2 separate regions of the Zea mays genome follow, and region 2 is linked to region 1. A link is a contact called in public Hi-C data. All regions are on one chromosome and are shown on one strand. The core of a region is the stretch at or near the end of the contact, and the rest is flanking DNA. Distances in the headings are between cores, read along the strand shown. Region 1 has its middle 62 kb from the start of TRNAK-CUU. Region 2 holds the start of LOC103646607 (3-oxoacyl-[acyl-carrier-protein] reductase 4-like).

What was found. Hi-C and Micro-C count contacts between places; a contact is called where the count stands out from the background.
Region 2: a contact with region 1 is called in a Hi-C map of leaf, with 5 times the contacts expected there. The contact joins the promoter of LOC103646607 here to the enhancer-like site in region 1. A contact is called at or near these places in 3 of 25 Hi-C or Micro-C datasets (leaf, tassel and an unstated tissue).

What each region holds. Positions count from the first base shown.
Region 1 is chr2:78,446,442-78,450,837 of Zm-B73-REFERENCE-NAM-5.0, reverse strand. No RefSeq gene overlaps it. Among protein-coding and RNA genes, the nearest start is that of TRNAK-CUU, 62 kb to the left of the region's middle. Within about 2 kb of position 2,232, at least 10 of the 20 cell types and tissues checked have an H3K27ac peak or open chromatin away from gene starts, as enhancers often do. A contact at or near this core is called in leaf, where this site is marked.
Region 2 is chr2:78,873,974-78,878,369 of Zm-B73-REFERENCE-NAM-5.0, reverse strand. It overlaps LOC103646607 (3-oxoacyl-[acyl-carrier-protein] reductase 4-like), which reads right to left and starts at 2,418. Exons shown (of 11, transcript NM_001327911.1): 1 at 2,146-2,418. The coding sequence starts at 2,296. It also overlaps the pseudogene LOC109939285.

The DNA.
Region 1 (4,396 bases), core at 983-3,482:
TAGCCTTCGTCTCATATAAAAGCTTGTGCATACTACGAAAGCACATTGCGCTTGGCTCCAGCCCCTGACTTCTTACAGCCCAGACAAAAATCCCCATTCTAATAATAGCTTCGGGGGTGATTTGATGAAGGAAGATCTGGTATATCTTCAGCACTTCAACCACAAACTTGCTCAGCGGGAACCGAAGACCTGCCTTTAAGAAGCTTCGGTATATAACAACTTCGTTTGCCTCCGGAGCAGGGGCGGTGTTGTCTCCGCCAGCTCTCACGATAGACATGTCGCAAAAGTACCTTCCTCTCATGTTGTCAAGATGACTCTGTTTAATAGTTGATTTTCCGAAGAGAGTATGGCTTGGTCGCCAGGGTCGATCTTCAGAGTCTTCGTCTCCACTCTCCACATCATAACTATCACTATCATCAGTATCTTCAGACAAACCTTCTAGAATCTCTTTAGTAATCTTCTCTGTGTTTGTTTTTGACATAGACTCAACAAACCCGATAATAAAAGGATCCACAATTTTCTTTTCTTCAAACAACTTCGTCTCCTCAGATACCTTCGTTTCTGCAGTCATTTTCTTTTCCTTAGTCATCTTCTCTTCAGACATGGTGAAAACACGTCCTTAAACCAAAACTCGAAAAGCTTGAAAATCAGGCGAGAGCTAGTGAGCAAGAGCTAAAAAGTTTGAGAAAATAAAGCAAATGGTGGAAATGGCGTGTCAAATGTTGCCAGTGTGGGTTCATACTTATACGCCTAATGCCTTGCAACTTGGTGGACCCCATCTGTCATTGACTATTGCTATTCTAGCAAAGGGAAGATGTTTTTTCGGACCTTCGGCTTAAGGCCTTCGTTCACGTCGCAGTCTGAATTCGTTGTTATAACAAATTAATACTGCGAGGGGCTACTGTTGGGGGCCTTCGTCTTCCGAAGGTCCTCAAAAAACATGATTTAACAATGTTTTCCAAGTGTAATATATGTACAGGTACCTTCGAACTCGGAACGAAACTATACGCAATATGAAAAGCATGGTTGAGAAGAAGGATGATGCAGCTCCGAAGCTACGCGCAAGGGAGATTCGGCTCAGTGGCAGAAAAAGGAACCGACCTAAAGGGGAAAAGGCTATCTAGTCCTCGTTGGATTGTCCTTAAGTCAATAGTAAACATAAAGGGCATGAATGTAATTTTACACAGGCTACGCCCTGTGCCTATAAATAGATGAACAGTACCCCCATATCGTTCACGCTGACTTGTATTCATTCGTACGTCACGCTTGGACTTTTACCTTCTGTCAAGCCGAAGGTATAAATGTAATTCAATATTGTTTCTGTTTATCCGTGTTAATATAAAAGAGATATATTAACAATGTCATATGATTATTCATGTTGTTTCTTATATTCCATATGCCTCTTCTTTCATTTAACATATACTGCGATGATGAAGGTATGTCCTTCATGACCTTCGTCTTAAGATCATTATATCCTGAGGGAAATAATGCTTCGAAGGACAAAGGACTTTTAACCATTAACATTTGTGTTGCCTTGTTCTTAATTCATAGCATTTGAGAACAAGTCCCCAACAGCAACAATACATGCATATGAATTCTTATGCTATGTCATGGATATGTAAGTGTATAACAAGAAGATAGTAAGTTGTGTCTTGGATACAACTTTTCTTCACAGTGTTTATCAGCCATTAAGACTTCTTAGCTAGATACCCTTTTAAGATTAACTTAACTAAACTTCTTAGGCTAACAAGTGATGGTAAGTTTACTAAGTTCAATTTTTATTTACAAAACTACCTCTAACTTACTTGGTATTAAAATGGTTAATCCTTTGGACTTATTACTGATTTCCTATTCAAACAGTGTCCAAAAAAATTCAAACTTCACTCAAAGTCAATAACAAACATATTAAGTCTACCCAAGAAGTTTTATGATTTTTGGGATTATTAAACTATTTCTAAAATTCTGAAAGGCCTCACTTAAGTACCTTTAAATGCTACATAATTTATGGTTTCAAATAAAGATCTTGGAATTATTTTTATTAAATACTACCTGATTTTAGGAGTCTAGAAAAATTGATCCCATGATTTTCCCATTTTTCTACAATTTTGCACAGATTTCCTAATTGATGAGCAAAAAGAAAAGGAAAACCTTATAACAGAACTGGGTTGAAATCGGCCCAACTGACCCAAGCCTACACAGATATTGAGCGCGTTCGTGCCCGCTGGCGCAATTTACCGCGAGAACCCTAGAGATTTAATTATTCAGGAAAGAACACCGAGCCCTATTCACATTTCTTGATGACATATTACTGAAAGGTCCCGGCTTGTTTCCTTCTTTGCAACATCGAGACCCCGGGAGGACACCAGTCGAACACTTGGCCGCGGCTACCAAAACTCCCGCTGGCGACCTTCTCCAGGGGTAGCGAGCACTTGAGTTCCATCCCTGACCCTAATCGGCAATAGCTTCAAGGATAGTTGGACCCTCTTGGTCTTGGGTCCTATCTATCGGCGCCAATGGCGAACACAGAGAACTAACGAGGCCACGGCTATATGCAATGACACAGTAGAGTTCATGGTTGGGACTAGGTAAGCTCAAGGGACTAACCGAGAAGCAAGTCAACTCGTGAACATGCTCGAAACTCTCTCGAATAATGACCAAGAGGACGTGATGGATCTGAGCGGTGTTCACCGACGACGACTCGACGTTCCGGGGATCCTGCTATGTAACGGAACCAGAAACACACACAAGCTTGACCACGGTAACCTCAGAGAGCACTGGCCACGGTGAAGCGAAGGTGAGCGCGCACGGTAGGGTCAGACATGATCAATGGATGTTGTGGTGAACTTAGGCGAGGATAGACGGTCACGCTCAGGCTATACAACCGTAAGGGATAACATGTTTATGGTGCACAGATAATTTGAGTCAAGGAGGTGAGGGCACGGTGAATTTTAGTTTCTTCCTCGCGGCATTGATCACACCAGAAGGCACTGAGTGCATCACCATTGCTCTCGCTAGGTTTTAAGGGAACGACGGCACGACTGGCTACCCACGGTCACTAAGGTACGACACAAGTGCATGGACACCACGTAATATAGAGACACATTGAGGTAGGGCCGCCGATGACACCGTAGCATGGAGCACTCAAGCAAGTGTCACATGCAGGCTAGATCTTTTTACCTCCCCGGCTTAATCCTCAAGGCAGTGATCCTGCCCAAAGTTATCCTTCCATGACCATCTTTGGCTTATCTTCACTTCACTTGGACACACCTGGATTCCAAAGCGGGCAAGGATATTTTCTTCAGATATTTCAGGCCCTTCTGATATTCATCGTTTGACTGAACTTGCTCAGTTTAGCCCCTCTTTGCTCCCTATTTTTACTAAAGGCAGACCAATCTATGTTAACAAAACTTGTTCACCAAACAAGGTTCTTCAAAGTTACAATAGGGGTCTTGGACCGAAACTGCGTAAATCCCAAGTTATGGCGTCCAAAAATCAGCTACATCACACTGGTGCCATTCCAGCTCTCTAAATTCAGCCTACAGTTACTACCCAAAATCTGCATCTCCCTTCTGACAGAGGTAGTTTGAGAATCTTTTTCTCCTAGGTTTATGTGGTATCAAGCCAAGCCCCCATAAGAAAAATTGTTCACTAATACTATCTCTCCAAGTTTGCTACACAAACATGGCTCCTAATTACACAGGATAGTCTTTATAAGGCCTCAAAATCGAGCCAACAGATAGAAATTCAGAGTGAGTTACTCTGAACGATATTCAGTGATCACGAGTCTGACAGCACAACTTTGAGAAACATTTTCTCTAATTTTTGCACAGGATCAAACCCACCTAGCTTAAGAACATTTAATCACCATCTTATGGTGTTTAATCTGTCTACATAACACCCAGCCTCAAACCCTCTAGACTGATCACAAAAGGACTTTAACCCAAGTACCACACACTGAATTTCAGTGTTCAGGTTACTATTCCCAGTCCGAAATTCAGGAAATCGGTTAGCCTTACTTTGGATATGTTTTGCACTAGGTTCCATATGGTTCTAGGGCTAAGTCACTTAAGTAACTTGATACTGCTATAGTAACTTTATAGATTTGCCATAATTACTTATAGCAAATCCCTTATGGATTAAGAGATACAAGAGCCCAAAGTTGGCTCATCAACAATGTTTTTCAGGGTTCAAGAATAGAGGTGCTTATGAACCTTTACAAATTACTCCAAGGTTCACCACAAAACATGAAAATATCCAAATATAAAAGTTGCTTAGTTTTTGTTACTCTATTACTTTGATATATACACTTTTGGCAAAAAGTGCATAGAATTTGAAATCACCCTATAGGGCACTAATTAGGGTTTTGAGCTCCAAATTAGGGTTTAATGTGTCCTAG
Region 2 (4,396 bases), core at 1,169-3,668, 430 kb before region 1:
ATGACTCATGGGTAAAGTGTGCAACCTCTGCAGAGGGTAGTGAAACTGATATATCAGCCGTGCTCACGGTTAAGAGCAGCCTTGGGATCCTCTTTGATTAGAGATACAGATGGTTCGAGATACAAGGATTATGTTATGGTTTTGGTTCGACTATGATGATGATGTTCCTCGATGAGGAAATGGTTTACGGGTTGGTTAATGCTAAAATCTGGCTTCTACTAATGATAAATACTTGACCAACTAAAAGCAACTGCTTGAGCCTAACCCCACATAAAGCTAGTCCACTTCAGCCAAACGGGACATTTGCTGAGTACGTTGAAGTGTACTCATCCTTGCTTTACCACAAAACACCAGGTTGCCCGCATTGTAACCACTGCTCAGGAGAAGGCGAAGCCGTGGAAGGAGACTTCCAGGAGTTCCAAGATTACGACGAATTCTAGGTGTGGGTTGGCGGCAACCCCCAGTCAGCTGCCTGTGAAGGCCTTATCTTTACTGCGTTCCGCTAGTACTTTGATTTACCTGTTAAGACAATGACTGTGTGGATGTCTATGACTCTGTGATGTAATAAGTTAATACTCTTTTATGTTAATATTCGAGCATTGTGCGATGATGTTCATTTATGTAATCGCTGTGTACGTGAGTTCTGATCCTGGCACGTACATAGTTCGCATTCGGTTTGCCTTCCAAAACCGGGTGTGACAAGCATCTAGAGGACAGCCTGCTTTTGACTGTCCTCCGTAGTCCTTTAGCATCTAGAGGACAGCTTGACTGTCCTATGTAGTCTCTTTAGCATCTAGAGGACAACAGTCGCTTTTTGACTGTCCTCTGTAGTCGCTTTAGCATCTAGAGGACAACAGTCGCTTTTGACTGTCCTCTGTAGTCTCTTTAGCATCTAGAGGACAATCCTGTTGTGTAGTGTGTGTGACAAGGTGTGGTAGTGCAGCCCCTAGGGCTATAAATATGTGTCCTCAACCCCTCTAAGGGTATGGCATTGTGTAGTGTTTGAGGAAATAAACAGAAAATTGCCCCAACTCATCGTGTCATCATCTTGATGAGAGTTAGAGTCCCTCTACTTACATCCTATGACTATGGTCCTAGGCGGCGTGCATGAGCGTCCATGTCTCCGTGAGACCATGAAATGAGAAGGGATGTGTATGGGAGTCTACTCATGGGCTGCCTAGTGGGAGTCTACTCATGACCATGAAATGAGAAGGGATGTGTACGGGAGTCTACTCATAAGCGCCCATGTCTCTTTTCATTTGCCTTTTCCTGGTTTTTCTTTTTTCTGTTTTCCTTTCCTCCAACCTCCATGAGACTCTTTGGTGTTGCTACCACCAAGCAAGTCTGCCTGTCACAATCCCTGTACATGGCTATCCAACCTCTACATGTGATGAAACAATAGCATAGGCTAGGTGTGGTAAGCAAGCCAAACGAAAGATAACATAGCCATCACGAGTGAGGAGACACTTATGCCACACTTGAGATCGCAGGTCACTGCCGTGAAGGCCAAGCATGCCAGCCAAGCACAATATTGACTGGGACAGATCTTGATTAAATGCCCAAAACATCTAAGACTAATGCTGTGGCATTAGGCTCAGCCCAACAGCAGTACCTAGACATGTGAGGCTAATATGATCCTTTTATTTGTTCGGATCCAAATGCATGGACATTCAACTAGTAGGTTCTGCTACGACCACTGCTTCTATACAGACTACTCCATACCAAATTGTGTATAGAACAGGTACTGAACATGTTCCAAGTTCCAACTAAACAATAGGTAATCTGAGTCAGACTTTTCATGTTTATTTAACAAAATGTAACACTAAGGAAATGGAAGCTACAAATTTCAAAAACAAAATGAATTGTTTAAGACTGTCTACACACAACCTGACTAACTCCATCACGAATTCATGATGCTCCAGTTACTACTTAGTAACGCAGATATAGCAAAACAGAAGTAACCCTGAACATGAGCTCGTTAATCCACATATACTAAACAAAATTTCACCTAGCGATCGTGGATCCTAGGCAGCATAAGCAACCAAGCAAGCATTCCAGCTCACAAAATATGAAAGTATGAAAAACACATCATTCGCTCGCCATGCTACGGTACACAAGCGATCAGCTCAGAGAGGGGGCCCTCACCAGAGAACCCGCGGCCGGACCGCAGCGTGGGCGAGGAGCGGGCGGCGCCTCCACCAAACGTGACGAACCCCCGGCGGGAGGCCGCGGCGGCCACAGCGCGTGGAGCAATCGGGGAGGAAACTGCTGCTGCTGCTGCGGCAGCGGCGGCCATGAGGGAGCGTCGGGACGCGAAGGAGGTGAAGAGGAGGCGGGAAACCAGAGGGAGCCGTGTGCTTTGGAGATGCAGGCGGAGTATTTTTGTAGCCGTGATGGAACACGGATCCGGAGGAGTATACTGGGGTGGCTGAGACTTTGGAAACTCAACGAGCACGATGCCAGCGGGCGGAGCGCACGAGGCGAGAAAGAGAAATTTGCTATTATGGGATGCGGCTTCGACGATTTGGAGGCGTAGGCGAGGGATTCGCTGTTATGAAAAACTAGGGGACTACCCACACTCCAAAATAAACATAACCACACCATTACAAGATAACGTATATGATTAAATCAGTGATACTCACGTCGTCTCTACATCCGTTACCCTTCTCCTTCTCCCTATTCTCGCTACCAGGCACGCACCCTAGCAGCCACCGTCTCCACCTCCCGGGCGTCGAGCTCGCCATTGAGCCGTGCGTCGGCGGCGTCGAGGATGGCTCCTCTGCCGTACCATTCCCACGCCGTGGCGAGGCACCAGGGGGCGCCGGCCGCACGCGATCTCCAGAAGGACGACGCCGAAGCTGTAGACGTCCGACTCGGCGTTGGCCCTGCCGGTGACCATGCACTCCGGGTCCATGTACCCCATCGTGTCGGCGAGGACGGTGGTGTGCGAGCCCCAGCCGTGGTCGACCAGCCTCGCCAGCCCCGGCCGAGGTCCATGAGCCTCCTCTGTGCATCAAGGTGTCGAAGCGCCATCTCCATCCGCATCCTCTGCGTCTCCCGGGCGGCCTCCATCCTCCTCTCCTCCGCTCGCAGGAAACCCTCTCCGATGGCCCTCAGACCCCCACCACATCGCTCACACCTTCCTCGTCCCCGGCATAGTCCCGCCGCCTCTTTCTGGGCGGGGATGCGGGAGGGGAAGGGGGAAACGGCGAAGAGACCGCCGCCGCCGGCGGCGACGAGGACCGGGACGTGGATCGGGACTGGGACTTGGAGAAGAAGGGCGGGGAAGGAACGTCGAGGAGGTCGATGGCGTCGAGGAGCGGGCACGGGCGGCGGCAGTTGGATCGGAGGCGTCGGCGGAGCTTCTCGACCTTGTGGCGGCACTGCCTGGCCGTCTTAGACGGGGCGGCCGCGGCGACGGCGGCCCAGTCAGCGGAGGTCAGGCGCTCCCGGCCGACGGCGAGGCGGCGTGCGGTGTAGGCCCGCGCGAGCGCGAGTGTCTCGTCGGTCGTCCAGCACGGGGGCGGCACGCGCCGGCCGGAGGCGCGGGCAGGGGAAAGGAGAGGCCATGGTGGTGGCGGGCCTGGTGCGAGAGAGGAGAGAAGGGACTAGGGAGATGTCTCCTAGGTGAAGGAGAGAAGGGACACCTCGACGGCGCTCACGGCGCTGGAGACGGCGACGGTATTAACGATACTAATCGTTTTTCTATCCGTGTAATGGTGTGGTCATGTCTATTTTGGAGTGTGGGTTGTTCCCTAGTTTTTCATAACAGCGAATCCCTCGCCTATGCCTCCAAATCGTCGAAGCCGCACCTGAGGACCTCCATAATGGCAAATTTCTCGGCGAGGAAGGGGACCGGGACGAAGGCCGGTCCAAACCCGGGGCTCTGCTATTCATCACCCGGTAGGCCGAGAAGGCCCACTGTCTGATTTGGATTGATCGTAGTTTTTTTAACGGTTTTTTAATGTATTTGTTCAGCTTTGTAAATCATACTGTTCGGTTGACCGTGCGTTGCGACGACTTACAATAATACCCACTAAATTATCCATAAAAAAATTTCAAGATTTTATATTAATTGTCTCCGCTCTCCGTATAATATTTTTTGATTTGGCTAACTAATGTTATTGTTTACCTCATGCAATATGTCTTGGTAATACCGCCAATGAATTGAGCGATTATAAGAGAGTTCATAATGACTGACTGAACGAACAGAGATTATAAAATGACATAATTCCATCGTACAGAGACCAAATAAGAGAAAGTTTGTGAGCTCAAGTTTCTAAAATAAGTCGCGTGAACTCAAACTTATAAAAAGATAGATCAAAATATGGAGTGATTGCTAAAGACAGGCACCAATAAAACTGGATGCGTTCCATATAAATTATGCTACTTCGTA